4 separate regions of the Mus musculus genome follow, and all the other regions are linked to region 3. Evidence: chromatin contacts called from public Hi-C and promoter capture Hi-C data. All regions are on one chromosome and are shown on one strand. The core of a region is the stretch at or near the end of the contact, and the rest is flanking DNA. Distances in the headings are between cores, read along the strand shown.

The links. Promoter capture Hi-C pulls out the DNA fragments that hold promoters and counts their contacts. Hi-C and Micro-C count contacts between places; a contact is called where the count stands out from the background.
Region 1: a contact with region 3 is called in a promoter capture Hi-C map of pre-B cells. The contact joins the promoter of C430014B12Rik here to the promoter of Acsl3 in region 3.
Region 2: a contact with region 3 is called in a promoter capture Hi-C map of pre-B cells. The contact joins the promoter of Irs1 here to the promoter of Acsl3 in region 3.
Region 4: a Hi-C map of B cells shows a contact between it and region 3, with 6 read pairs. The contact joins the promoter of Agfg1 here to the promoter of Acsl3 in region 3. A contact is called at or near these places in 1 of 39 promoter capture datasets (pre-B cells) and 1 of 484 Hi-C or Micro-C datasets (B cells).

The regions. Positions count from the first base shown.
Region 1 is chr1:82,723,750-82,730,109 of GRCm38.p6, forward strand. It overlaps C430014B12Rik (a long non-coding RNA gene), which reads right to left and starts at 2,172. Exons shown (of 4, transcript XR_865578.3): 1 at 1,038-2,172. Mff (mitochondrial fission factor) reads left to right here and starts at 1,141. Exons shown (of 9, transcript NM_029409.3): 1 at 1,141-1,335; 2 at 3,479-3,587; 3 at 5,467-5,687. The coding sequence starts at 5,507.
Region 2 is chr1:82,289,603-82,295,852 of GRCm38.p6, forward strand. Irs1 (insulin receptor substrate 1) reads right to left here and starts at 1,837. Exons shown (of 2, transcript NM_010570.4): 1 at 1-1,837. The coding sequence starts at 891.
Region 3 is chr1:78,655,722-78,662,590 of GRCm38.p6, forward strand. It overlaps Acsl3 (acyl-CoA synthetase long-chain family member 3), which reads left to right and starts at 2,104. Exons shown (of 15, transcript NM_001033606.2): 1 at 2,104-2,382. It overlaps Utp14b (UTP14B small subunit processome component), which reads left to right and starts at 2,104. Exons shown (of 3, transcript NM_001001981.3): 1 at 2,104-2,382.
Region 4 is chr1:82,837,083-82,843,628 of GRCm38.p6, forward strand. Agfg1 (ArfGAP with FG repeats 1) reads left to right here and starts at 2,378. Exons shown (of 13, transcript NM_001368850.1): 1 at 2,378-2,807. The coding sequence starts at 2,641.

The DNA of each region.
Region 1 (6,360 bases), core at 922-3,421, 4.1 Mb after region 3:
CACTTGAGTAAATACTCTTCCTTTGCACAAGGGAGTGAGAAATTTGTTCTAGAATCACAGCTCATATCCACAAGCTTATGTCTCTTATATAAAATTGATGGTTGCAGATAACCTATGCACATCCTCACAAACACTTAAAACTGTTTCTAGATTACATATATTTAAACCAATATAAACATGTTAGACTCTATTAGTAGGAAATAACCACAAGAAAAAGAGCATGTATGGGCCTGGAGAGATGGCTCAGTGGTTAAGAGTTCTTCCAAAGGTCCTGAGTTCAAATCCCAGCAATCACGTGGTGGCTCACAACCATCCGTAATGAGATCTGACGCCCTCATCTGGTGTGTCCAAAGAAAGCTACAGTGTACTTACATATAATAATAAATTAATCTTTTTTTTTAAAGTATCAAGGTGTTTACTGTTTAAAAAAAAAAGAGTGTGTATGTTTGATATAGATAATGACACAGGCCTTCCACTCAATACTTAGCTGAGGCTGGTCTGGAACTCTTGATCCTATAGCTTCTAGCTCCTAAGTCCCTAATACTGGGATTTCAAGAGTGTGGCACCAGGCTCAACTATAATATGGAACAGATTGTAAAAAAAAAAATTCTTTAACCCTGGTTGGTTGTCACCAAGGATGAGAAACAGTGGGTGAAGTTGCTAGGTTATGAAAATAGAGGCACACGTCGTATTTCCTGATTTGGCTTCCCGTCTATCCTTCTATGAGCAAGTATGGTTCTTGCCTTCCAGAGGGGAGCCACAAGTTGGGTGTTTAGATTTGAAAGAGATTTCTGACCCCTACTATCTTGAAACCCAATTCAGCTTCCCCTTTTCTCGGATTCTTAATTTGTAAGTTTTAGGGAAATCACAATTAGACTGCTGAAGAATTACTTCCAATATTTAGTTATATATGCAAATTCGCGGGCCACCATAAGAATTTTTATTCAGGCGTTCCTTTAAAACAGGTTACCAGTTTACCTGCAAACGCAAGGTTCTTAAAGATCGCAAAGTCTAGAAACCCCCTCAACAGGAATCACCTGAGACGGAAGTACTTTGCCCACGACAAAAATGGCTCCGCGTCGACGTCTCAGGAGCCTGCATGCAACATCCGCCCTTCTCTCGTCACATGACCAGAAACCTACTTCCGCTACGGCTCCTGGAAGGGGTCAGTCCTGGCCGTTCTCGCGTCTGTCCCGGCCCGTCGCGGCCGCTCCGCCGCTTCTTTGCCCGGGCGCCTCGGTGCGCTCGGTCAACGGCCTCTGCGAGCGCTCACCCGAGTGCCCCGGAGCCGGCGGGCGGCGACCCTCTCTCCGGGGACTCTCCAGCAGGCCCAGGGTGAGTGCTCTAGTCTCCCCAAGCAGGACTCCGGGCCTAGCGCCGCGGCAGTGACACCCCTCTCCAGACTGGGCGGAGCGGCCCCGGCCTTGGCCCGTCATCAGGTCCCTGCCCTGTAAATATTTGGGACCGGCTTCTTCACCGTTTCTACCTCCGCATCTTGTTCTGTGAAACAAAAATCGAATTTTACTGACAAAACGAAAAACACCTATTAGTTTGGGGTTAGGAAACGGAAGGAAGCCTGTGAGTTTGGATCTGGGCTTTTTCGGGCATCTCTTCCACGGGCCCAAGCACCTCGCAGTTTGACCTTGAGTCTGTCGCGTTTAAAAGTAACTCTTTGTTTTGTGTAAAATCCGTATAACTAAAGGCCTTTGGGAGACCCCGGGCTGGCCATAGCATCCTTGCTCGCTGGAGGCGTTGCGGGCTATACCCCCGCACCCCACGCTAAGCTGGGGTCCAGGTCCCCCATAGCCCCTGACCTCCATTTGCTAAAAACTTGTCATTGCAAAACAAACAAGCAAACAAAAACAAGAAACAAACAAACAAACCAGCGTCCCAGTCCCACTAGCTCAGGAGCAGGACGCATTTTCTGGGAAGAGCAACGCTGTCTCTGAATTGGTGGTGCTCTCTAATTCCAGAAGACTAAAACTTGTGCCCAATAATGCTAAGCAGGCCTCCCACGGGGAGCCAGTGAATGGGGATGCCCTTTTTCCCAGGTGAGAAACATTCCTTTCTCCCTCAGTCGCTTTGGCTACTAATGAGATTCCCCAAAGAAAAACCTTTAGGGAAAGTAGGACCATTGAGCCCTATTTAGTATTCTGAGCGCAACTAGATTGCTTGAGGAGGGGTGTGTATGTGTGTTTATATGTGGATAACGGGTTGTCTAATTTTTGGTTTCGAGGACCTGTGAATTGAGATAGCTCCTCAGTGGTGTCTCTGAGTACATGTTTTTTTACTGAACTACTGGAAGGAACTGTGTTAGCTCTCTTCCTGTCTGATAGGGCTGCCTCATTTTAGATTTACAAAGTTTCTTCTGTTACTCTCTCCTTGCTGTTGTGACATTTTTGTTGTTAATAGATACGGGGGGGGGGGGTCCCTTTAGTAGGTTTTTGGGTTGTTTATATAATTCTAGATGTGAGCCCCCTGCCATATGACTACCCAACAAAGATCCCGTAGAATCTCTCTACTCTTAATTTCTACAGAAAGTTTGTATGTTACATGATGCCAGTTCTTGCTGGTGTTTCCTCAGCCTCTCGGAGCCCTTTGCAGAAAGTCCTTGCCTGTGCCTGTGTATCTTCAAGGTTTTGACTCAGAGCTTCAGCAGTTCTTAGATTAGACCTTTGATTCACTGCGACTTAATTTTTTTAAATAGTTTTGGTTTTGTTACATATGTTTATATGCGTACAGCAAGTTTATGGTTCAAAGGTAGTGAATATTAATTAAGGGTAAATAGTCCCTTAAAAATAGATTTGTGTTTTTAAAAATGAAAGCCAACCTAAAGAAGAAATTGAGTGTAATGTACGGGACCCCGATGAAATTGGAAAACATTGCGGATGTTTGGGTGTGGCCTAGAAAGTGGAGCTGTGGTATCAGATAGGAGTCTGAAGGAGATTTATCTCAAGGTATACAACAAGCATGTAATGACCAAAGACGTGGGAGTAAAACCTTAGCCCCAAATTAAGTTTATTTGTTACCAAAGAATACCCAAAGTACCATAGTTTTAATGAGAAAGAAAAAATAATTAGGTCCTCCTCTGTTTTATTGAAACATACAATCTAAAAACTGAGGCAGTAGTATTGTCTTAATACAGTCCTCATTTTGTGGTAACCAACTATAAAATTATTACTGTTGTTAGTTCATAACTGCAATTTTGCTATTGTCATGAATTGTATTATAAATATCACAAAAGTGTCCAACCACTGTGGTAGTCACTCAACAACCATAGGGGTCGAGACCCTCGGGTTGAGAGCTGCTGCCTTACATGGTGACTGTCTGTTCTAAGACATCAAAATTTGGTACTTTTGAAATTCTTTGTTTATTAGTGTAAAGTTGTAAATCTTTGTGGCTTTTATTTAAAGATTTTCTAGCTAAGTCCCTAACAACGGTATCATCTAGTTTCTCAGTCGCTGTTCTCCTCCCGCAGGGATAAAAGTGGCTCTCACCCTAGCACATGTGCATCGGAGCAATTTAAGGAGTTAATATGAAGCACAGAAGCAGATAGTGCCAAATAGCAAGCCTGTTGTTTCACATTTGTAAGTAAAATTTTCTCTTTGTCTCTGTTTTCTTAGTCTTTAAGCCATCTGTATGTGTCAGTTCCTCAAAAAGCAGACATTTGGGCAAAAAGAATGAAATAAACTAGTTGAGAGTCATAGTCCAACTATGCTTAGCGCACTAAGCAGTCCCCAAGGAGTATACTCATAAGGTATAGAGTATGTTTCTGGTTTTATTTGTTTGTTTGTTTTTTAAATCGATGATGAAGACATCTATATTGCTTTAACCTTAAGTTTACAGAATACCTCTGTCTCAGCACAGTGGCATTTGTACTGTGTGTGGTGCTGTATTGCTCTTGACTTAGAATATGCTTCTCTGGGAATTTGGTGTAATTTGTCCTCCTTTTCAGGAAACCATCACTTACACATCAAATTTTTAGGCAGCCTCAAACAGGTTTCCTTTTACCCTTGTATTTTTATAACCTATTGGAATATGGCTAAAGGTGTCTCCTGGTAGCCATCCTTCTCCCCATCTGACAACACATTTGTCTATGGAATGATGGAACTTTCATTTACCCTGATTGCAGAATCATGAAATGGGGACTGTCCTTCAAACTGTCTTTCTGACTATGAGGTATCGTGGAGTGACAGTTGAAACATTTAAAATATGGTTTCTCAAACGGAGCCATTTTAAGTCAATCACTACCTTTATTCATAGTTCTCTTATGAAATGATTGTTGAAATACTGATTTTTATTCTTTCTTTTTTACAGCTGGAAAGCAGTGCCCGTGTTGTTATGTACACCTCCAAAAACAGTTGAGCTCTGTAGGGAAGTGTTGTGTAAAGTAAACACCAGCAGGGTAGCAGTGTCCGTAGCTATTGTAGACGTGTGTCTGCTCTGTTAAAATGAGTATGAAAACGGGCAGTGAGACATCACTAGGAAGGTCAGTGACATTTTTTTCAGTTGAGCTGGTATCATAGGTTTGACAGACAGCGTCAAAGCTGCTTGCCATAAGCTAGCCATACTTTTTAATGCTTTTCTTGGCATTTTTTTATTTGGGGGCAATCATGCTTTCAACTACATCTCCCTGGAGTCATGGATCCCTCTCCAATTTAAAAGCTCACTCAGTGCAATTGTACTATTTTTTCCCTCAAAAGATATTTGATGCTTCTCAAAACTATGTGTATAATAAATACAAAATTAAATATGGGTTAAGAATATGAACATTTAACCACATAAAATGAATGTGTACATTAAGGGCTTATTGATATAATCCATGTATTTGGTATTCATTGGATCTCCATCAAATTCATGTTCAATAAGAAGTTTTGATTTGCATTTTGTGATTTTTGAGGGAGCTATCCTTTTTTGTTTTGTTTTGTTTTGTTTGTTTTGTTTTTTTGTAAATTAAGCCTTAGCCTTACTTACCTTTGGAGTCTGATTGACTGCATTGTTATTAAGTCCAGGCAAGGTTCTCCCTCATAATTAAGGGTTTTTTTTCTTTGCAGTTTTAGAGATTAAGCCAGGGCTTCATGCATGTTAGGGACGCACTCTACCTCTGAACTATGCTCTTAGCCTCCTGAGTGGGAATTTTTAATTTTATTTTAGGCATTTTTGAATTATAAGGAGCATGCATGTGTGCTTGCACACAGAGAATGTTTGTGTGTGCATTTGTATTGCAATTGTAGAATACTTTAGAAACTTGCTCCTTACCGATATCTTCAGGGTTCGTTTTCAGATGATGAGTCTGAAGCTTCTTGTTGAGAAAAGTGCTTTGTTTGATCTTTTATTTTCCCTCTACTCACAAGTGATGAGAGGGTTCCTTTTGCTCTTTCTGCTGTAAGGTATTCTGACATCACTGCATAGAGGAGACTGACATCAACACTCGGTTATCCTGACCTTAACATTTTCCTCCTGTAGGGTGAGTGGGGCAGCATTTCCTTCTCCCACTGCTGCTGAGATGGCAGAAATTAGTCGAATTCAGTATGAAATGGAATACACCGAAGGTATTAGTCAGCGAATGAGGGTCCCGGAAAAATTAAAAGTAGCACCACCAAATGCTGACCTGGAGCAAGAGTTCCAAGATGGAGTTCCAAATGCCAGTGTGATAATGCAAGTCCCAGAGAGGATCGTGGTTACAGGTATCTCACACTTGAGTCAAAGTCTCACAATGTATCTTTGTGTTGTCTATTTTTATAAACATTTTAGGTTTTTCAAAATATTATTTAAAAAGGTATTCTCACAAGTTTAAACAAATGTATGTAACCCCCACAGTCCAATACAGAACATTGTTGTCACCTTGGAAGACTTCTCCTAGTAGCCAGATGGATCTCCTTTCTGTACCTAGACAATAGATAGATCTGTCTCAGAATCGCCTCTAAATGGAGCCCTACACTCGGCTCTGCTCTGCCTGCCTTCTTTTGCTAAGAGTAATTTTTCCTTCTATGTCTTTTCATGTGCATTCTAGGAGAATGCTGTCCCACTGAGCTCTATTTGCAGCCCTCTCTGCATTTTTCATTCATGAGCCAGGGATTAAGTTTCCCACACTGCCCTTGAATTTGCCCTGCAGAGCCTGCACACCTGTCCATACCTGCTGTCCTTCTGCTCCAGCCTTCTGATCTGCTCAGGGTACAGGCCTGCCCCACCAAACCCAGGTTAACTCTTCACCTTGCTTTTATGCTGGACGGAGACTTAGTGCACTCAGGACGTACTCAGGATCTTCCCACCTTGGCTCCTGAGTGCTGCAGTTGCAGGCTGAGCTTGCTTGTTTGGCTAGTGTGATGATTTTTGAAATTATTCCACATTGTTGCAAGT
Region 2 (6,250 bases), core at 587-3,086, 3.6 Mb after region 3:
TCTCCGAGTCAGTCCCACCTGGCTGGGTGGAGGGTTGTTGAGATGGTGCCTGCGCAGGGGAACGCTGATGGGGTTGGAGCAACTGGATGAAGACTGGCTTTTGCTGCGAGGGCGAAACTCATCGCTCATGGCCCTCATTGCCTCTAGAATGGTCTCATGCATGTTCTGGGCCACCACGGAGTCATCCACTTGCATCCAGAACTCGCCAGGCCCTGTCACAGCGGAACGCCCCACCTCGATGAAGAAGAAGTTCTCTGAGTGGCCACAGCGTCTGATATTCATCAGCTGCAGCACCACAGCGGCTGCCTCGGAGTTCAGCTTCACAAAGCTGATGGTCTTGCTGGTCAGGCAGAGGCGGTAGATGCCAATCAGGTTCTTTGTCTGACCCAGGCCCTTGGGTTTCAGGATAACCTGCCAGACCTCCTTGAACGCGGGTCCTGGACCCGTGTCATAGCTCAAGTCCTCCCCTGCCTCTCCAACGCCAGAGCTGCCGCTGCAGCTACCGCCGCAGCCTCCTCCAGCCCCGTCATGGTGGGCCTTTGCCCGATTATGCAGCTGCAGAAGAGCCTGGTACCAGCTGTCTTGCTCAGCCTCGCTATCCGCGGCAATGGCAAAGTGTTCGTCTCGGGTGTAGAGAGCCACCAGGTGCTTGTTCTTGGAGTCAGCCCGCTTGTTGATGTTGAAACAGCTCTCGAGGGGGATCGAGCGTTTGGGGGCGCTCGACTTGTGCCGCCACTTCTTCTCGTTCTCATAATACTCCAGGCGCGCTGGGCCCCCGGCCTCGCTGGCCGCCCGCAGCACGAAAAAGCGCTTATGCATACTCTTGGGCTTGCGCAGGTAGCCCACCTTGCGCACGTCTGAGAAGCCATCGGTATCCGGAGGGCTCGCCATGCTGCTGCGGAGCAGAGGGAGGTGTTGAAAAACTGGGTGAGGGGTGGCTTCTCAGTGCGGCCCCGCACATGCACTCCGGGCTGGAGGAAGCTCGCAGAAATTCTGACTCCAAAATTCACGCTGTTCCTGGAGCTGGGGAGGGGCAGCCGAAGGACGAGGTAACTGCGCCAAGGAAGATAGCCTGATCCGAGTTTAAGGGCGTTTCATGCCCAGAGGGAAGGGCAGTGGGTCTAGGGTGAGTGCAGCCGCAATCTTCCGAGGACTATGTCTCCCCCAGTCCCTGCAGCAGAGAAGGAGCTATGGTGCATCCCTTGCCGCCCCTGGTCGAGTCCGATGTAGGGAGGCAGCGATGGCCCGAGGAGTCCCCGCTTGGCTCTCTAGGCGCGCGCGCCTTCCCTCCCGAGTTCCCCTCTGGAAGTAGCGATTCCCGAGGCAAATTAAATATCCTTGGGCAGGGGGAGGCGGGCTGCCAAGTCCCAACGTTGCACCGGGTTCTCCCTCCTCCTTCTCCTCCTCCTCCTCTGCCTCCTCCCACCCTTCAACCGTCCCCGTCGCCACCAGCCGCCCAAATACCAGCTCAATCGCAGAGACCGCGGCGCTGCGGCTGTTGCTGCTGCTGCTGCTGCTGCTGCCGCCCGAGGACGCGTCCTCTGCAGCCCGCACTCGAGCCCATCTCGGCGGGCGGGGAAAGTGGCTTTTCCACGCGCAACGCTACTGGGCAGCTGGGGGAGCAGGGGACGGTCCAGAGGGACAGGCTCATCCCTGCCCCTAGCTCCAGTCCGCAAGGGAGGAGGGGAGGGGACGAGGGAGGGAGGCGGGGAGCGGGGGAGGTTTGGGAAGAGATCGGGGAAGACGCCCGGTCCTCCCGAGGCGCAGCCGCTGCAGTTACTTCTCTCCTCCTCCCTCCTTCTCCTCCCTCCTCCTCCTCCCTCCTCCTTCCTCCTCCTCGGAGAGTTGCCGAGAGCCCCAACCAAAACAAGCGGCGGCTGCGGCGGCTGGCACCGCGCGCTGGCCCTCTTCAGACCGCGCCGCCGTCTCACTCCAGAGGAGCAAAACACGTGACGGAGCCTCTGCGCTCAGCAGCCTGGCCGCCGCCGGGAGGCTCCAGCCCGGGTCTCTCTCCCTCTCCCTGCTCGCTCTACATTCCGGGCCGAGCCCGCCCCACGCCCGCCCCTCTCCACCCCCTGGCCGTGCCGCAGAGGCGCCCGCGCTGGCCCTTTGCTGCAGCGCTCGGGCAGCGCCCCTGCGTGGCCGGCAGAGCCCGGGGCGCTGTGTCTCCCACGCCCGTGCCACCCAGAGCGCCCCCGGCCCGTAGGAATCCCCGCGGCGGGAGGGCAGGCTTGTTTGGGTGGCTACCGGAAAGCAGGAGGGGAGTCTGGGAAAACGGGAGGGGGGGATCTGGGGAAGACGCAGGAGTGAGGGAGGGGGCAGTGAGAGGGGGGGTGCACTGCGGCTGCAGAGCCCCGAGAGGGTGGGGGCGCTGGGGCGGAGGGGACGCGGGTGACCTGCTAGCTCTCACCCAACAGGTAAAGGCGACCCCCGGGAGGCAGCTGGATGTCGGTGTCTGGGTGAGAGGCCCTGGTAGGGAGATCTACATTTTTGTAAGATTTTCTAAAGGACTTCTGAGCCAGTCTTCCACCTGGAATCTCCGGACGTACCGTGGTGAAGCACCTGGAAGAAACAGAGAGGGACGCCCAAGGGCAATGACTGTTGGCTAGGTTAGGGTCTCTCGGAATCGCGACCTGGGATCTCACACCTGGCACTATTAGCCGCTGATCACTAAGGAAATAAAATGTAAAAGTCACCATTTCTCTTCCTTCATGCAGGTGAAGAGGGATTCACACTTAAGGGTTAGTTAGTGCAAAAGGTGGGGGGCGGGGGCTGGAGGAAACCTGGCACCCCTTATCACATTCGTAAGTCTATTTGTGATTTTTTTTAAAGATGTAAAGGACCTTCAGAGAGTTCCTAAGTGTACACCCTTACTGTGTATATGTTAGCAGATGTTTGTTTCATAGTTTGCACGAGCATTAGACGACCCTATACACTTTTAACCTTGACCACAAGGATAAGTGGGAGACAAGGATAAGTGGCTAGGCTGCACAGGAAAATGGGTACTTCTTGATGAAAACGGGTCAGCAGCCTCTTTGCAAAGCCTATTTCTTAGTCTCACCACAAGCAGACGCTCCCCAAAGTTTTTTTTTTTCTTTTTCTTTTTAAGATGACCTATAAATCAAGCAGGGTGTCCCTGTCTAGCCCAACCGGCATTAAAGACCTACAAATGTGACGTTGCTCCCAGTGCTTAAAGCCATTCTACTCTAGCCATGGGCGGTTCTAGTTTTCCACCTCTTTTCCTAAGCCAGGAACCCTCTCAGCCTCCCGCTCTCCAGCACTGCAGGTTGTTTGCAGTGAGACGCAGCAGTAAAGGTGCTGGGCATGCTCAATCCACTAGACTGCCTGGCTTGGAGTAGGGGAGGAGCGGATGGGTAAAGGGGGCTGCGCGCCTCAGCATAATGCGGCTAGAGAGGCGGGGTGAGGTTCCTGGGGCAGCCTGCTGATTGGTGGAGTTGCCTGTCTTTCCTGTCTTGCACAGATGCGGTAAAGGGGAGAGAGGGAGAGGGTACAGATGTAGGCACTGGCGCCATTCAGATGCTTGCGGTACTTGAATTGGGGTATTCCGCATCTGTAGGTGTCACCTCCTCTCGAAAGCTCAGGAGCCTCTGTTTTCTCTTTTCACCTCCTTTATCATGCAGTTTCTCCTAAACCTGGTTAATGGATTATGCGGTACACATTGAATTGATAGCCTTCATTTTTCCCCTCTGACAGCTTGGTGATGCGGGCACATGTGCCCACTACAGGAAGGCTATAAATAGCAAGTAATTTGGAAAAGGTACGGAGACTGCAATAGCAAGAAGAGGACTCTAAAGATTTGAAATGCATTAGGGGTTGGGAGGATAGCAACTAGAGATATCTGAAGTTAGTGTAGCAGAATAACAGTGTGTGTGTGGGGGGGGGGGGGGAATAAACAGCTAGTCTAGTCTAGCAACTGCTTAATCTAGATTAGTCCACAGGGAGGGGACCTCGCATTATGTAGGAAAGCACTTCAAATCCAGACTTTAACTTTTAAAATTACTTCCTTCCTGACCTCTGTCACCAACCAAGAACAAACAAAAAAGAGAGAGGGGGAAAAAGGAGGTACCTTTATGGAGGAAAGTATTTTCTTGAAGGAGGAGACAACAAAAAAAACAATTTAATTTGGAAGATTTTTATAAGTCATCTTCACAGAACATTAGGGTGTTTATGATATAAAAGTAATGTTATTCTGACTGAAGAAGAAGTAGACCATCTGCTCTGAGGTGCCCAAGGCCCTGGATTGGATCCCCAGTTATGTACACAGACAGACACACAGACACAGACAACCAGATCGTTGTAACAAACTGCTCACCAATCAGTGAAGTTTAACACACACACACACATACCCTCACACACACACAACTCACTCGAGTTTCATTACAAATCTTAAAGGCAGCTAATGTTCAAACTATACTACAGTAAGTTCAGTTCTTTGTACTTTTTTTTTAATTGATGGCTTGAGATAACTCTAGGAATACAAATTCACATTTGATTCACATAAATATACAGAAGAGAAAGGTAGGCTTTTGTGGAACTCAGGTGAAGTCGTGTTGAGCAGATACGTGTATTATCCTGTCACCTTATGCTAAATTAGTCTTGTGTATTGTAATGAAAATTTACACCCAAGAGAAAATTCACAGAACAGGCAAGCAACCAATTACCAAATAAGTTGCTCAATGCTGCCATCTCTAGGACAGCTAGAAACCACTTGCGCAATGAATAAAGGAATGCTGTCTGCATTTTAAAACATTGACTAGAAGCGCTGCCAGAACTAAATTGACATATTGATGTCTTCAATACAGTCATGATAGTGAGAATTAAAATTTTACGTGTCTTCGGTGCATATTTGATTAACATATCTACAATTACTGTTAAAATAGGAAAATGGCCAGTGTATGATGTTACCAAGAAAATCATATAAAAATGTCAGTTATTAGATACATATATGATGTACATATACATTGGTATATATATATATATATGTATGTATCAGTAGACATGTTCCTTAATACAAATAGGTCATCACTACAGAAACCACTGGAAACTCAGTTAATTGTGGCAATTTGGAACAATGCTTAAAGGAAAATGAAAACTCATGGATTTTTTTTAAATTGAAGGATTGCATTATTTTACTATATCTGCATAGTTGCAGATATTTGAAAGCCTCCTCTGCAAAGCCACCCAAACCATATGAGATACATTCTTGCAGTTTGGGGATCAACAATACAAAATAATTGAATCTGCTATATTGAGGCTTCTCCCGCCCCAGGATTTAAAATAAATAAATAAATAAATAAATAAATAAATAAATAAATAAATAAAATAAAGGTCCTGCTTGAGCAGGTTCCCATAGGTAGGCGAGAGGTCTCTGTAGTTACCATGTTCTCAGTGCTGCTGATTCCACAGACTCCTATTTCTGATGATGGATTGAAAGGCACAACAGTGAGATGCTATGAGATGCAAGCAGAGTACTCACTTCACAGCTCTATGCAAGCTTAAAGAGAACAAGGGCAATAAACATTCTACTTAACTGAGCTCTCACTGTTTGGGGACTTCTCTATTCAATCACTGGTATCAAGCGTGGAGAGCTATTCTTTCCATGATGTAATTAAAATATTGCAGATTTCTGACCTCCTCCCAGCCCCAAAACAACTTGTAGTGAAAAAATACCCTCATCTAAAGCAATATGAAGAGACTCCTACTTATGCAGAATTTTAAGCAATATTGGCTTACACACAAAGGGGAAATTTTTAATTAGCTGCTACCGAATTACAGAAACATACAGCTTACCTAATAAAGGTCTCTATCTCTGGGTTCACTACAGCTGGGTGGAGCAGGCAATGACCCACGCTTGGGTGCATCTCACAGCAGCTTTGAGAAAAGTCAATTTCTGGCAATCGGCTGGTGAGAATCCATCTCTACTCTCGGTCTGGATTTCACTCCGTATCCGGGGAATTCACGGAGGGTAAAAGCATGGAGTGCTAACCCAGGATTTCAGAAATATATTAATCCCTTCAAAAATGTCAAAACTTTCATCATTTGGTTTCTATCAAAGCAGGAAATAGGCAAATGGATGAAATTGGGGAAAGGGAAAGTAAAAACTCAATGCCATGATTTAATTCTTCCATTTCAGGAATTGTACTGGTTGATGCTGTTTTTCCGGAGGGAAGATCAAGCATGGCATATTTCTAAATAGTCTTTATTTCCTTTTTCATTTTAATTTTCTTTG
Region 3 (6,869 bases), core at 854-3,353:
TGGTGAACTCAGGTCATCAAGCTTCGCACTAAGCACCTATAATCCTCTGAGTCACCTTGCCAGTCTCTCTCTCTCTCTCTCTCTCTCTCTCTCTCTCTCTCTCTCTCTCAACAAAACACCATCTTCTGCTTCTGGCAGGCCTAGACCTTACTAAATAGGCTAGGCATGCCTCAAATTTAGAGATCTATCTGCCTCTGCCTTCCAAGTACTAAGATTAAAGTTGTGAGTCATCACACCCTGTTGTTTCAAAACAACAACGACAATAAATAAACCTAGGTGAGGTTGGAAGATTGTCTGGAGTTTAAGGTTAGCCTGTGGGCTTAGTGTAAGCACGAGTTTCCAGGTGTAAACAAAGCCTAAAGAGGTGTATCACACCTGTAATCCTAGAATCACTGTGAATTCTAGGCCACCCTGATCTACATAGTAAAATCCAGGCCTGTCTGAGCTACATGAGATCTTGGCTCCCACTCTCCCACAAAGAACTAAACAACCATACAAAGAAGCCTAGTGAACAGAAGCACAATAATTTCTGTTTAACTAGTATTAAACAGCAGACAATATTCCAATTCAGTATTTGAATCTCAAGAGTATTTTCTGTTAAATGTAAATACATGCCCATAAAATATTGTTTAGCCTATAAAGAGATAACGAAGAAAGATGTCCCTGGAATTCTACACATGTGTTTTATGTTTGTTAACTGGGGAGGAAGGTTCACTATTAGTTTTGCTGTCTTGAAGTTGCTTAGTTTTTCTCAAGGTTTGCAGTTCTGAATGACCACTTCTGAGGTACACATCTTCATCCCTCTGTAGACTGGAAATTCTGCATTCCTTTTATTGGCAGGGTTTCCTTGGGAAATGTGAAATTCCTAGTAGGAGCAGGCTGCTTGAGTCAAACACTATCTGTTCTTTCAGGCAATTAGACTGGCTAGGGGCCCAAGGTGAGTGAGTGAGCTGGCTTTGTAGAGTGTATCATGGCTCCACCTAGCTCAAGTCCTGGCAGCCTCCTCGGAGTTTTTAAGATTGTCCTGGGAAGTGAGCCTCTTTCTGCCTTAGCTTGAGGCTAGCACAGCAACTCGACCTTTCACCTACTTAAAGAAAAGTTCACAGACCAACTAAATAATAGGTTAGGTTAAGAAAAAACAACTCTGCTACGAACAGTCTCTTTCTAATATTACACTCCAGTGGCTGATTTAGTCATTTGTGTTTTGCTGGGTGAATGTTTTGAGTGGGGGGAGGCAGTTGTAAAATAAATGCCTATATCCTGATGTAGTGTCCAAGAGGATCTATACAATGGCAAACTAAACAACACACACAGTCATAAAGATTCATAAAGCTTTTTTTTTTTTTTTTTTTCCGAGACAGGGTTTCTCTGTATATCCCTGGCTGTCCTGGAACTCACTTTGTAGACCAGGCTGGCCTCGAACTCAGAAATCCGCCTGCCTCTGCCTCCTGAGTGCTGGGATTAGAGGTGTGCGCCACCACGCCCGGCTGATAAAAGATTATTTTTGAGTAAAGTTTCATCCTTTGCAAACATGAAATGTGGGTATGCGAAGATTTACGAGTAAACGGGATACACGCTGCATTAAACGAAGCCCATGCAAGAGAAATAATACAGGGCATGCTTTGAGCTTTCCCCTTCACAAGCATTTTCAAACGTCATTTTTTTTTTTTTCTCTTTGCAAGATTTGCTAGAAATCCGTGTTCAAACTAGGATAACGAACCCAGTCCTGAGAAGAATGGGGAAAAAAAAAAACAAGCAGGTTATTTCTTCGTTTATATTGAGATTTATGCATCGCAGCAGTGAAGGCGGGTTTTGCAGTTCTCAGCGGGGGCACCCTGGACGCCTCAGGTCTTCCCGCCCTGCGCCCCCTGCCCAGCTCCCCTCTGCAGCTGCTGTAGCTGCGGGTCCGTCCCGCCGCTCCCCTCCCCAAGGGCTCAATCCCCGCCCTGCGAGGGCCCCAGTCGGGTCCAGCCGTCGGCGGCTCCGCAGAATGACCCATAGTAACCTCGCCCCGCCCCTGCCGCCAGCACCGCGCTCCCCAGGCCGGCATTTGATAGGCCGAGCCCCGCACGCGCCACCGCCCGCGGGCCAATGGGCGGCGGTCTCTTTGCATATGCAACGAGCGCCAGCCCGGGGTGCGCGTCCAGGACTGCGGCTCAACAGACGCTGCTCAGCCGGCGCCCGGGAAACGTCGCTGCGGTTGTGGCCGCGGTCGCGGGCTCGGACGAGGAGGCGGCGGCAGAGCGGGAGGCTGAGCCGGCAGCAGGCGGTCGTCCCCGTCTCGCAGGGCGGCCCCAGCAGCTGCGTCAGGGTCCTGAGGAGGTGGCGCTGGGCAGGAGCCGCTCTGAGGAGCAGCCAGGCCTGCGTGGGTCGGAGCCCGCGGTGAGTGCGCGCAGCGCCCGTTGTGAGGCGATGAGGGTCGCGGGATGGCGGCCAGGCCTCCCTCCTCCCACTCGGCGAGCGTGCATGCCGCTCGCCGGTGCCTGAGGGGACTCCTGGGCCGCGGGGTGCTGGGCCGTGGCGAGGGTCGGGGAAACGGGGGTTGGTGGAGGGTGAGTGGCGAGTAGGGCGTCCTCGCGGATTCGGGGAAACCGCCGGCGTGGAGCTGCGGGCGCGGGAGGAAGGATGCACCGCGGCCTCCTCCGCGGGCGCGGGCACGTGGGTGGGGTCGTCCCGCTCCACGCGGCCGCGCGGCGTCCGTGGGAGGTACCAGCGCCCAGAGGGTCCCTGAAAACTGCGGGTGTGGGACAGGAAATGCGGGTGCGGGCGGTGGGAATGGCGTGGGGAACCTCTGGTGTCTCCTCCTAAGTGCGTTTTAGTCTCGGACGAGTCAGTCATGAGATGCATACATAGGCAGCCCCGGGGGTCACTTGTGATCCCCGTGATGGGATTTCACAGATGAAGATCCAACTGTATGGTCCGTTCTGGTTCTAGAACAGGTATTCCGATCACTTGTACATAGAGCCCCTCAACTTAGAAAGGGCAGGACAGTTTTTGGGAATCCAGTGGAAACTAGAGAGGGGGGATTGATAACTGCCTAGAATGACAGAGCTGGCATTTACTGAGCTTTTTTTAAAGGCCACACACCAAGAACTTTGTGCATGGCTATGTTTACATTGTTAGTCCACCGGGACGGTCGCACATTCTCAGTTTTACAGCGAGAGAGCCTGCACTGTGGACACGTTAACTTAGCCCAGATCTGAGCTACTAGGAGAAGCTTGAGCCCCAGGAGGGCCTGTCTGAATCTAGAACAAATCTCTGATGGCTTTAGTAGCAACAGCCCTCTGTTGGTGTTTGAATGGTTTCCGTGGCTTTGGGTTTCTAGGTTCTTTTGGGTCTTAGGGGTTCTGCAGAGCTGTAGTTTGGTGTTTTTGTTTTTCCTGTTTGTTTTAGGCTGTTTTGTATGCGCACTTTGGCTCTGAGTGTTGTTGAAGGGTGCTGCTGAGTTGCCCCTAGAAGTGCATGCAAAGCTTATTACAGAGAGGGAAGTGTTGGGACTTGAGAGTGCGTTTTCTGGTGTCTCCCTGAGCACCCCTCACATGTAGAGTTGAAGGCTGATTGTATTTTCTAACTTAGGCTCTGATTCTTCTGTCATAAAGTGCCTTGACTCCAGTGTGGCCACAGGAGAGGGTCACCTGGTATCTTTGGAGTCCAGTTACTGGATTTGTAGGACATTTGGGCCGAGTGACTGGTACCCTGTGAGTCCCAAGATGTCCTCCTTGGAGAAAGCAAAGAAAGAAGGACACACTGAAGGACACTGTGTGTGGGAATAACACTAGCGCCTTCCTGATTCAGTTAATTGTTCACGGAGAGCCTTCTCATTGAGTCATGTCAGGCATCTTAGCAGGTGCTGGGAGATATAACAGGGATAGGTTGATCTGTCCCTGTGCCCTCAGGCTGGGATTAGACTACATGCCAAGGATTTTGTAGATAAATGGGTGATTGCAACCTATGTTACATGCAATAAAGGTGAAGTATTGGATGATTGAAGATTCTAACAAGCATTATGATTTACATGGAAATCCAGGGAGCTGCTTTTTAAGAACGGATTATGTGAGATTTTTTTCCTAGATGTCCAATTTGTGCTCTGAGGCTGAAATTAAATGTACATAGGACAAGCGCTTCAGAGCTTTTTGAGCAACTATAATAATATATTTTTTTATTTTAATATATTTCCCACCAGATTGTTATCTCAGTTCAAATTGTGGAGTATCTGAATGAGATAGGTAGGGAGTATTCCCAGGCCCGCCTTTAGAGTGCTTAAAGCTCAGAAGCAGCAATCTTTTATATGGATGTGGATTTGAAGGTGTGATTTAGACGTCCCCACCTCACAACACCCACCTCACCCCACTTACCCCTCAGTGATAGGCTTTTCTGATTTACAGTAAGCATCATAATTTTTTAAAGTATTCATTGTAGCTTATATTTTACTCAGTAACTTAACATAAAAATTTCAGCTCTAAGCTGGGTTTGGTGGCTCACCTTTTATCCCAGCACCTAGGAGGCAGAGGCAGGTAGGTTTGAGGCCAGCCTGTTTTATGTAATTCCAGGACGTAATTAGACCCTGCCTCAAAAAAACCAAAAACTAAATAAACATCTTTCAGTTCTTAGGAAGCAAGAAAACCATGCATGAATTGGGATATAGATATCTATTCAAACACTTCAAAAGGTAATATAACTAATTGTAATACTTTTATTGGATACCAGCTGTATGCAAGTATTGTCCTTTGTGTATACTGTTTAGAATAAGTGCAAAGATGTGCTTAAAAGTCCCTGCTCTGAAAATTTCATATCAATACTGATTTTTTTCATAGCACTGTCATATGTTATACTAGCTGAGCCTTTGAAGAGGTTAGTATGATGAGCAGAAATTCACGAAAGTGGAGATGTTAGGCAGAAAGCTGTTATGGCATGGTGATAGGTAGTATGAGCTGAGAGGTGAAGGTTCTGTTTCAGATCCAGGCAACTGGAGGGCTTGTATGCACTTTCATTCTCCGAACTGAGGCTCATTGTGAAAGAAGTAGATATTGGATGTGGGAGAACATGTTTCTAGGTTTAGAAGTGGTCCATGGCCTTGGGCTTCTCTTTAGGGTGCTGGTTTGGTTTGGTGTTCAGAAGTAGAATGCCATTTTGGGGCCTTCTCTTGTTCTGGTGAGAGTGTCTAAAACAATGTGCATGTCAGGCTGCCTGTGGAGGAGTAAGAGCAGAAAGAGGCCCTGTTAGTACTGAGTAGAAGAGGCAGAGTTTGCAAAGGAGATAGAAACGAGTGGCATGTTATTAGTTACCTCAGTGTTATTGTGACAAATGCCTGATCAAAGAAGGCAGGAAAAGATTTTTGGTTCATAGTTTCCAAGATGTCATTCGGTTTTAGTGGGGAAGGGTTTGTTGAAAGAACATTTCATATCCAGGTGGCCAGGGAGTACAGAAAGGAGAATATAGGCAGGTTCTGGGGCAAGATAAAACCCTAAGAATACCCCACTGGTGACTGACTTCCTCCAAAGACTCCACCTCCCTGTAATGCAGTGCTTGTGTGTCTCTCAAGGAGTTGGTGCATGGATTTAGGCTAGCTCCCTGCTTTGTCTCTGGAAATGCGTTTACAGCCCCTTTCCTCTAACCAGGGCTATGCTTAACTAATCTGCTAGGCATTTATTAATCCAGGCAAGTTGACAATCAGGAGTAACCATCAAAGGACACTGTGGAGATAGTTGGAAGTAGTCACTGTAGGGAAGGCAGTCAGTCAGTACCTTGGAGTGAGTGCTCCTGTGAGAACTCTTTGACCTTGCCGCTATGGTAGGATGGGTCAAGCCAGAGGTTTTTTTAATTGTAGTTTTGAGGCAGAATCTGTGTAGTTGCGGCTCTTCTCCAGACCGCTCTTGCTCCCCTCTCAGAGATCCTCCTGCCTTTGCCCAAGGATCCACCATGCCCACTGTTGACAAGGTTTTTGTTTTTGTTTTTGTTTTTTTTAAGGCAAGTCTTCTCTCTGTAGCCCTGGTTGTCCTGTAGCTTACTATATAGACCATTCTGGCCTCAAACTTGGAGATCCACCTGCATCAGTCTCCCAAGCGCTGTGGGAGTAAAGGCTTGTACCCACCCCCCCCCACCCCCCCTCTGCTGCCCAGCTCTCCCCTCTCCCAACAGAGGTTTTGATCTTATGTTTTTAATGTTGAAGGAGGCTTTGTGGAGAGGGTATTGGAATAGGAGTGAGTGAGCAAGGGTTACTTACCTGACTAAGTTGCTGGGCATGGGAAGGCTTGGTGCTTGGGCTTTTATAATCAGTACAGATTCTGGTAGATGCTTTCCCATGAAGGCTCTTTTTTAGCAATCTTTATTTTAATTAACATAGCTTTATTTTCTTTGTTTCTAGTTTTCAAATTCTTTAGTATTTTACATATCTTAATTATTTCACAAAGGACTGTAGGGAAACTCACAAACACTCTTTGCCTTGAGTGGTTTCTTTGTAAGTACTAGTCATCATTTTGCCAATTCTGTGCATTAGTTCTAGCTTCCTGTAAGAATTGTTGTGAGATTTTAAATAAGTGTCTGCAGTATTGTCAATAAACATGAACCAAAAACCACTTTATTTGTTTTTAGAGAATGTAGGTTTTTCATATTTTACTGCCCCCCCCCCCCTGTTTTTCAAGACAGGGTCTCTCTGTATAGTCCTGAATGTTCTAGAACGTGCGCTGTAGACCATGCTGGCCTCAAACTCAACAGAGATCTATCTGCCTTTCTCTGCCTCCTGAGTGCTTGGGATTAAAGGTGTGCATCACCGTTGCCTAACTTTGCCTTCTTTCATGAAATAGTATCATTAAGCTTCTATATATAGTCCCACCTTAAGGAAGTATCTTATGTATTAGGAACCTTTTTAG
Region 4 (6,546 bases), core at 1,128-3,627, 4.2 Mb after region 3:
TCCCATCTGCTTCTGCCTCCTGAGTGCTAGTGTTAAAGGGACCACGTCAGGTTTGCTTTTTTGTCTACTTTTTTTTTTAGATTCATTTATTTATATGAATATACTGTAGCTGTCTTCAGACACACCAAAAGAGGACATCAGATTCCATTACAGATGGTTGTGAGCTATCATGTGGCTGCTGGGAATTGAACTCAGGACCTCTGGAAGAGCAGCCAGTACTTTTAACTGCTGAGCCATCTCTCCAACCCATTTTTTTTTTTTTTGGTCTATTTTAATGGAAATATTTCAGCTAAAATAATAAAGAATTGGATATGACAGAACCAGAATATCACTGTCAATGACTGCTAACATCACGACAACACCCCTGTGATGTGCCTCCCAATGGAAAAACATGCTATTGCCCAAACTGAACCAGATACAAATAAACTAGACTTAACCTCGTATTTGTAGACGATGGAGAGGACGGGGATATGCTAAATGTCACAATGAGAGGAGAGAGTGTGAGCAGAGAGAGACGGCAGGAGACATACCACCTGGTTCCCCCGCTCTAGAGGCTGAGAGATTCTAGGGTCTGAGAGAATGGAGCTGATACATGAAGTAGGCTAAAGTCTCACACAGAGCCAACTTTATTTGGAGCATCTGACAATTTATACTCTGAGGGTTAAGAGGAGTCACGTGACTTAAGCGTACAGTCACAGGGCAAGCAGCACTTGGAGGGCAAGCTGGAGAGGTGAGAACACACGTTTCCACGGAGGCACAGGAACAGATAACAATGAGCCATGTGAAGTAAACTCAGTTCTATCTGCTACACCTGGAAGGAGAATGGAAAATGTATCCCCAAGGACAAGTTACTTGGAGTTTTCTCACAAGCACTCAGAAATCTCTTCATGGGACCCCATTCTTGGACTGTCAATACCTGACTACAGTTGTACACTAACCGGTCAAGGGAAAGTAGTAATTAAAAAAAAATAATGATCTGAGCACTAACTTCAACAGCGGCAGGACATTTGATGACTGTCAAAGAATTAGTCCTAACTTTCTCTGTATGCTAGCTGTACTGTAGTTACATGAGAGGGAGGGGAGGAAAGAAAAGGAGAGATGAGAGAGAGAGAGAGAGAGAGAGAGAGAGAGAGAGAGAGAGAGAGAGAGGGAGGGGGAGGGAGGGGGGAAGGAAAAGGGGGAGAGGAAGAGGGAGTTTTTACTTTTCTTGGGCTAGGGATAAAACCAGGGCCTGCCTATACATAGTAACCACTCTGCCTTTGAGCTACAGTCTCAGTCCTGAAATATATATATATATATATTAGTAATAAGTGGGTTTATTTTAAGATAAATATGATATTGGGCAAGGGGATCAATAAAGCAAGAAGAGACATGAGCTGATAGTTGTTGAAGATGAACTCTGGATCCTAGGGATAGTTAAATTTCTCATGTAGGAAACAGTTCAGAAACACTAGCCATCCTATCTGCCCCCCTTTAATAATAATGCCATTTACTATTATAATAATGTTAAGTTAACCCGATGGTTCCCCGGGGCTGACTCAGCATTTTCAGCTAGGAAACTTGAATTCTCCTCTTGTGAAAACTACTCCATTTGCAGTGGGGGCTGGGACAGTATTCGGTAACTCAGTTTTTGAGCCTCCCCACACTCCTTTGAGAAATGAAGGTACAGATGGTTTCTCATACCTTACCGCAGGAGTTCTCTACCTTCCTAATGCTGCTGCGACCCTTTAATACAGTTCCTCACGTTGTGGTGACCCCCCACCACAAAATTATTTCCATTGGTACTCCATACCTGTAATTTTGCTACTGTTATGAATAGTAATGTAAATTGTGTTCCCCGATGGTCTTAGGTGACCCCTCTGAGAGGGTTGTTCAACACCCCCACCCCCACCCGAACCAGTGTCTTAGGGGCTAGCAGTGATTTCCTGCAGCCTCAAAAGGTGGGTGTTGCAGTTGGACTATGTTGGAACTCTGGCTTCGGCAGGTAAATACCGTCGTAAATTTATCCCAGTGCACCATACAAATTTAAGTCTAGAGTAGCGGAGTGAATGGGGATGACTTGGAAGAAGGCGACTAGGCTAGATTCTGTAAGGGAAGAATTTGGAGTGTCTCCTAAAGCAGCGGGAAGCTGCCGGGAACATTTCTGCCTGGAGGAAGATAGCCTGCTTACACGAAGCTCTTTGCACGTACAGGCACCCAGCGGATAAGGGCTGTAATTTATTGACACCATTGTGTCTTCTCTACCCCGCCCAGCTCCGACCCTTGCCGCAGCGTGGCCGCAGTGACTCCTCCCGGCCAGCAGAGGGCGCCAGCCTGCACTTGGCCCCCGGCTGCCCGAGGCCGGTCTCCTCTTGCCGCTCCCCCCGCCCCCCACCTCGTCTTTCCCCCTTAGGAGAAGTCGGGAAGGTGGCAGCGGCGGCGGTGGCGGTTGTCCCGCCCGGCCGGTTGGTGTGACCGGTCGGCGCGTGCTGCGCAGCTTCCTCGCCTTGTCCTGCCCGGCGGAGCCGAGCGGAGGCCGAGACCGGAGTCCGCGAGGGCGGAGGCGGCGGCGGCCAGGGCGGCCCGTGGGAAGGGAGCGCGGGGCCCCGGCAGCGCCGCCGGCTCCCGGCCCTGCCGGCCTCCTCGGTCGGAGCCGCGGCCATGGCGGCCAGCGCGAAGCGGAAGCAGGAGGAGAAGCACCTGAAGATGCTGCGGGACATGACGGGGCTGCCGCACAACCGCAAGTGTTTCGACTGCGACCAGCGCGGCCCCACCTACGTGAACATGACGGTCGGCTCGTTCGTGTGCACCTCCTGCTCCGGCAGCCTGTGAGTGCGGACGGGGGTCGTGGGTACCGGGCCGTGGCGGCGGGGCCCGTTGGGGATGCGGCCAGCCTAGGCCTTGGGGGCCGGAGATGCTCTTGCTCTTTGGCCGGGCGAGGGTCCAGCCTTGGGGTGGCCGGCGTGGGTGGGGCGTGGGTGGGGTCGGGGTCAGCCAGCGGCCGGCCCGGCGGAGCATCCCGGCTTCCCGCCGCTCAGCGGGCGTGGCCGCGCCTCGGGGGGCGCAGGCGGGGAGCATCCCCGGGAGGGCGGTGCGGGGCCTTTGTGCGACCCGCAGCTCCGTGGTTGGGGGGCCCGGCCTCTGCTCGGTGCCGCGGAGCTGGTGGGGAGGGTGAGAGCAGGGACGCAGAAAGCTGGGGATCTTCCTCCGGTCCACAGCACTCAGGTAGCTGGGGCGTGTTGGGGGCGGGCGGGGGGCGTTAATAGGTCTTGATGGCTGAGGTGTGAATCCCAGGAGAAAAGTTCTCCCTAGAGGATTAATTACGTGAGGCGGGGAGGCAGCAAAAGCACGAGGGTTGTGGCTGCATGGCTCCAAGTGTCCTCAGTTGGGGAAAGTTTTACTGGAAAAGGGTAATCAGGAGTTGTGCGCTTCAAAATAAGGATGGAGCTCGATGAGATTTCTGTATCAGAACCCAAGTGTCCTATCTGTCTGGAGAAATGGGGACTGGGAAGACAATATTGAGAAAGGAGATGGAGGTGACCGCCTGAAATTACTCAGATGGCATGTCTAGGCCTCTCTGTTTAAGCTGTGTTGTGATGGGAATTTTTGTTCTTGTGAAATTTCACTTGGAAAGGTTGCAGGTGACTCTGGAACTGATTAGATGCAATTATTTTCTGGTTATCTTGAATTCAATGCATTTTTAATGATCTGGTAGTTAATATTCCTTGGGTCTTAAAAAATATTACCGTGCATGTCGCAGTGTGGGGACACGTGTGCATGTTTTGTATACCTGGGTTCACTTTTACAGGCTGAACCTTTTCCTGGGCCCTCCCAAAATTTTTTATTATATTAATAGCAATGTACATAACACGTAGGAAATTTTGTAAAAAGTTGAAGGATGTTGACATGGCCAATAATTCACTATTCCCCCAGACACCCTTCCATTTTGAATTTGGGCAAGGAGGCATCTTTGGTTCTTCATGAGTATAACATTATTTTGGGTGGTTCCTATTCAGTTTTTGGATGAGCTTTAGTTAGGGTGTGGTGATAAATAAATGCCTTGTCTCAGCATTTACATTCTAATGGAGACAGTGGATATACGTAAGAAAGACCAGTGTCTGGGTTCTGTGTTCAGCTTTGGAGTAGTTCGGTAAGAGGGTCCTAGAGGTTACTTTCAGGGTTATAGTTAGGAAACACTCTGAATTTTCCACAGCTGCATGTGTGGTTAATGGCTTTCATTTATAAATGAAAATTAGGATGTTAAAGTCACTTATGTTAGGCAACTTTGGTGAAGCTAATAGTTCAATTTATTTAAAGTGTACTTTATTTACTCTTAAAAAAAGATTTATTTATTTATATGTATATGAGTACACTGTCACTGTCTTCAGACACACCAGAAGAGGGCATCAGATCTCATTACAGATGGTTGTGAGCCACCATGTGATTGCTGGGAATTGAACTCAGAATCTCTGGAAGAGCAGCCAGTGACTGCTGAGCTAGCTCCAGCCCTTTAAAAAAATTATTTTCATTTTTAATGTGCATTGTTTTGCCTGCATGTATATCTGCGTGAGGGTGTCAGATCCCCAGGAACTGGAGTTACAGACAGTTGCAAGCTGCCATGTGGGTCATCGGAATTGAACTCAAGACCTCTACAAGAGCAGCCAGTGCTCTTGACCACTGAGCCATCTCTCCAGCCTCGTATACTTTACTTTTAATATGTGCTTAAGAAGTATGTCCTGCTTTTGCAAAGCATGAGGTCCTTCGATGCATTTGAGTCTTTGGATTGGTAAATGTATATGTGTATACACACATACATATGTATAATTTATTGCTTTAGAATTGACATGATTTAGAGGTCTTTATAAGTACATAAAGTGCTTCCCTTGCAGCAAGTATGTAAAAAAATGTTTTCAATGTTTTAGAAACATTAGACATATAGGATCTGTCAGTGTGATTTTGTTTGTTTTACCACAGGGTCTCTCTATGTAGCCTTGGCTGTCCTGGAACTCCCTCTGTAGACCAGGCTGACCCTGAACTCAAAGAGCTCTGCCTGCCTCTGCCATCTGAGTGCTGGAATTAAAGGTGTGTACCACCATCCCTGCCTCAGACCCATAGTTATTACCCTACACAACTCCAAATGGATCAAGGACCTGAACATGAGGCCAGACACACACCACCGCCCAGCTCTTTTCTGTCTTTTCTGTGTACTGTGTATACAAATGCATGCACCATCACACTTGGGTGGCTTCAGAGGAGGGATTGTAGGAGGCAGCTCTCACCTTCCACCTGTGGACCTGGAGATTGAACTATGTCATTAGGCTTGGTGGCAAGTGCCTTTACTGCACTGAGCTGTTGCTCTAGACTGCCAGAATAATTTTTTATTTTAAGGGATTTTTTTTCTTGAACATGTTGAACATGTTCCTTGGAACATGTGAAAGTTCATATGGAGATGTCACAGAGGTGTTGATGTCTGAGGAAAGATCTTCAAAGACAAGTCTCAGGTAGCAGCAGCTTTGAGTAGTAGATGAGGGGGTACTTAGCTAGGTGACCCTGCTTTTTCTTTTGCCTCTAAAAGCCATGTGATTAATACTGAACATAGCCACTCAGCAGTTTTTTCTCAGATAGGAAATAGTGAGAATAAAAGCCTCTGATGATTTGTTTTCCATACTAGAGATAGCCTCATACAGTGTCTGAGACACTGTAATGCACACTGGGTATTGCTAACAAGAGGGAGAAGGGAATAAAAGACACTGATGTGAAAAGCGCCTCCATCAGCCTGTCAGATCCTTTTGGGCTGTAGCCTCAATCCTGACTCAAATGGACTCAAGAGATGAAGACAATTTGCTGATAGGGTTTAAATGATAATTTATTTCCCTCATATGAAAAGATGGTTGCCTACAGCCCCTGGACTGTCACAAGCTGCACTTGAGTGTAGTTAGGTTAGCCAGACACTGTGTACCCCGAGCTAGAGTCTTCAATACGTGCTCCATCCTCATGCTAGAACTAGGATCCCTAGAGTCCTAGTGCAGAAGGCTCGGATTCCTGCAAAGAAAGCACAGATGCTGCAGTGTGGCCATGGAGCGAGTGTCTGCGCTATCTAGCATGTGGAGAAACTGGAGCTCCTGAGGAGTTGGATCTCTGGAAAGCCATAATGCTGGAACACAACTTAGGAAGAATGAAGTAATAATTATGTATTTCTTATGTAGACGATATGGTGTAATCAAGAGTAAGTCATGTACATGTTGGCATGTGTTCATCCCCTTGGCTTAAGACTTAAATTTGTGATGACAGTGTTGTGTGCTCATGGTTGTTAAGTGGGACTGGCACATGGCTGTATTAACTTACTGACTGTACTGTATTTGAGGATAGGGCAAGCAGGGTAGGTACAAGGATGAAGCAAGGCTCGTTGGCTGCCACTGCCTGACTTCTCTAGCAGTGTCACTGTACAGTTAAACAATGTCTGTCACAAGTTCTATGTTTTAGGATGATAGATATAATAACCTACTTTTTATTCCTTCAATAGTACCTTTGCTGGCAATACTAGATTCAAAGCCAATCTCTCCGTTT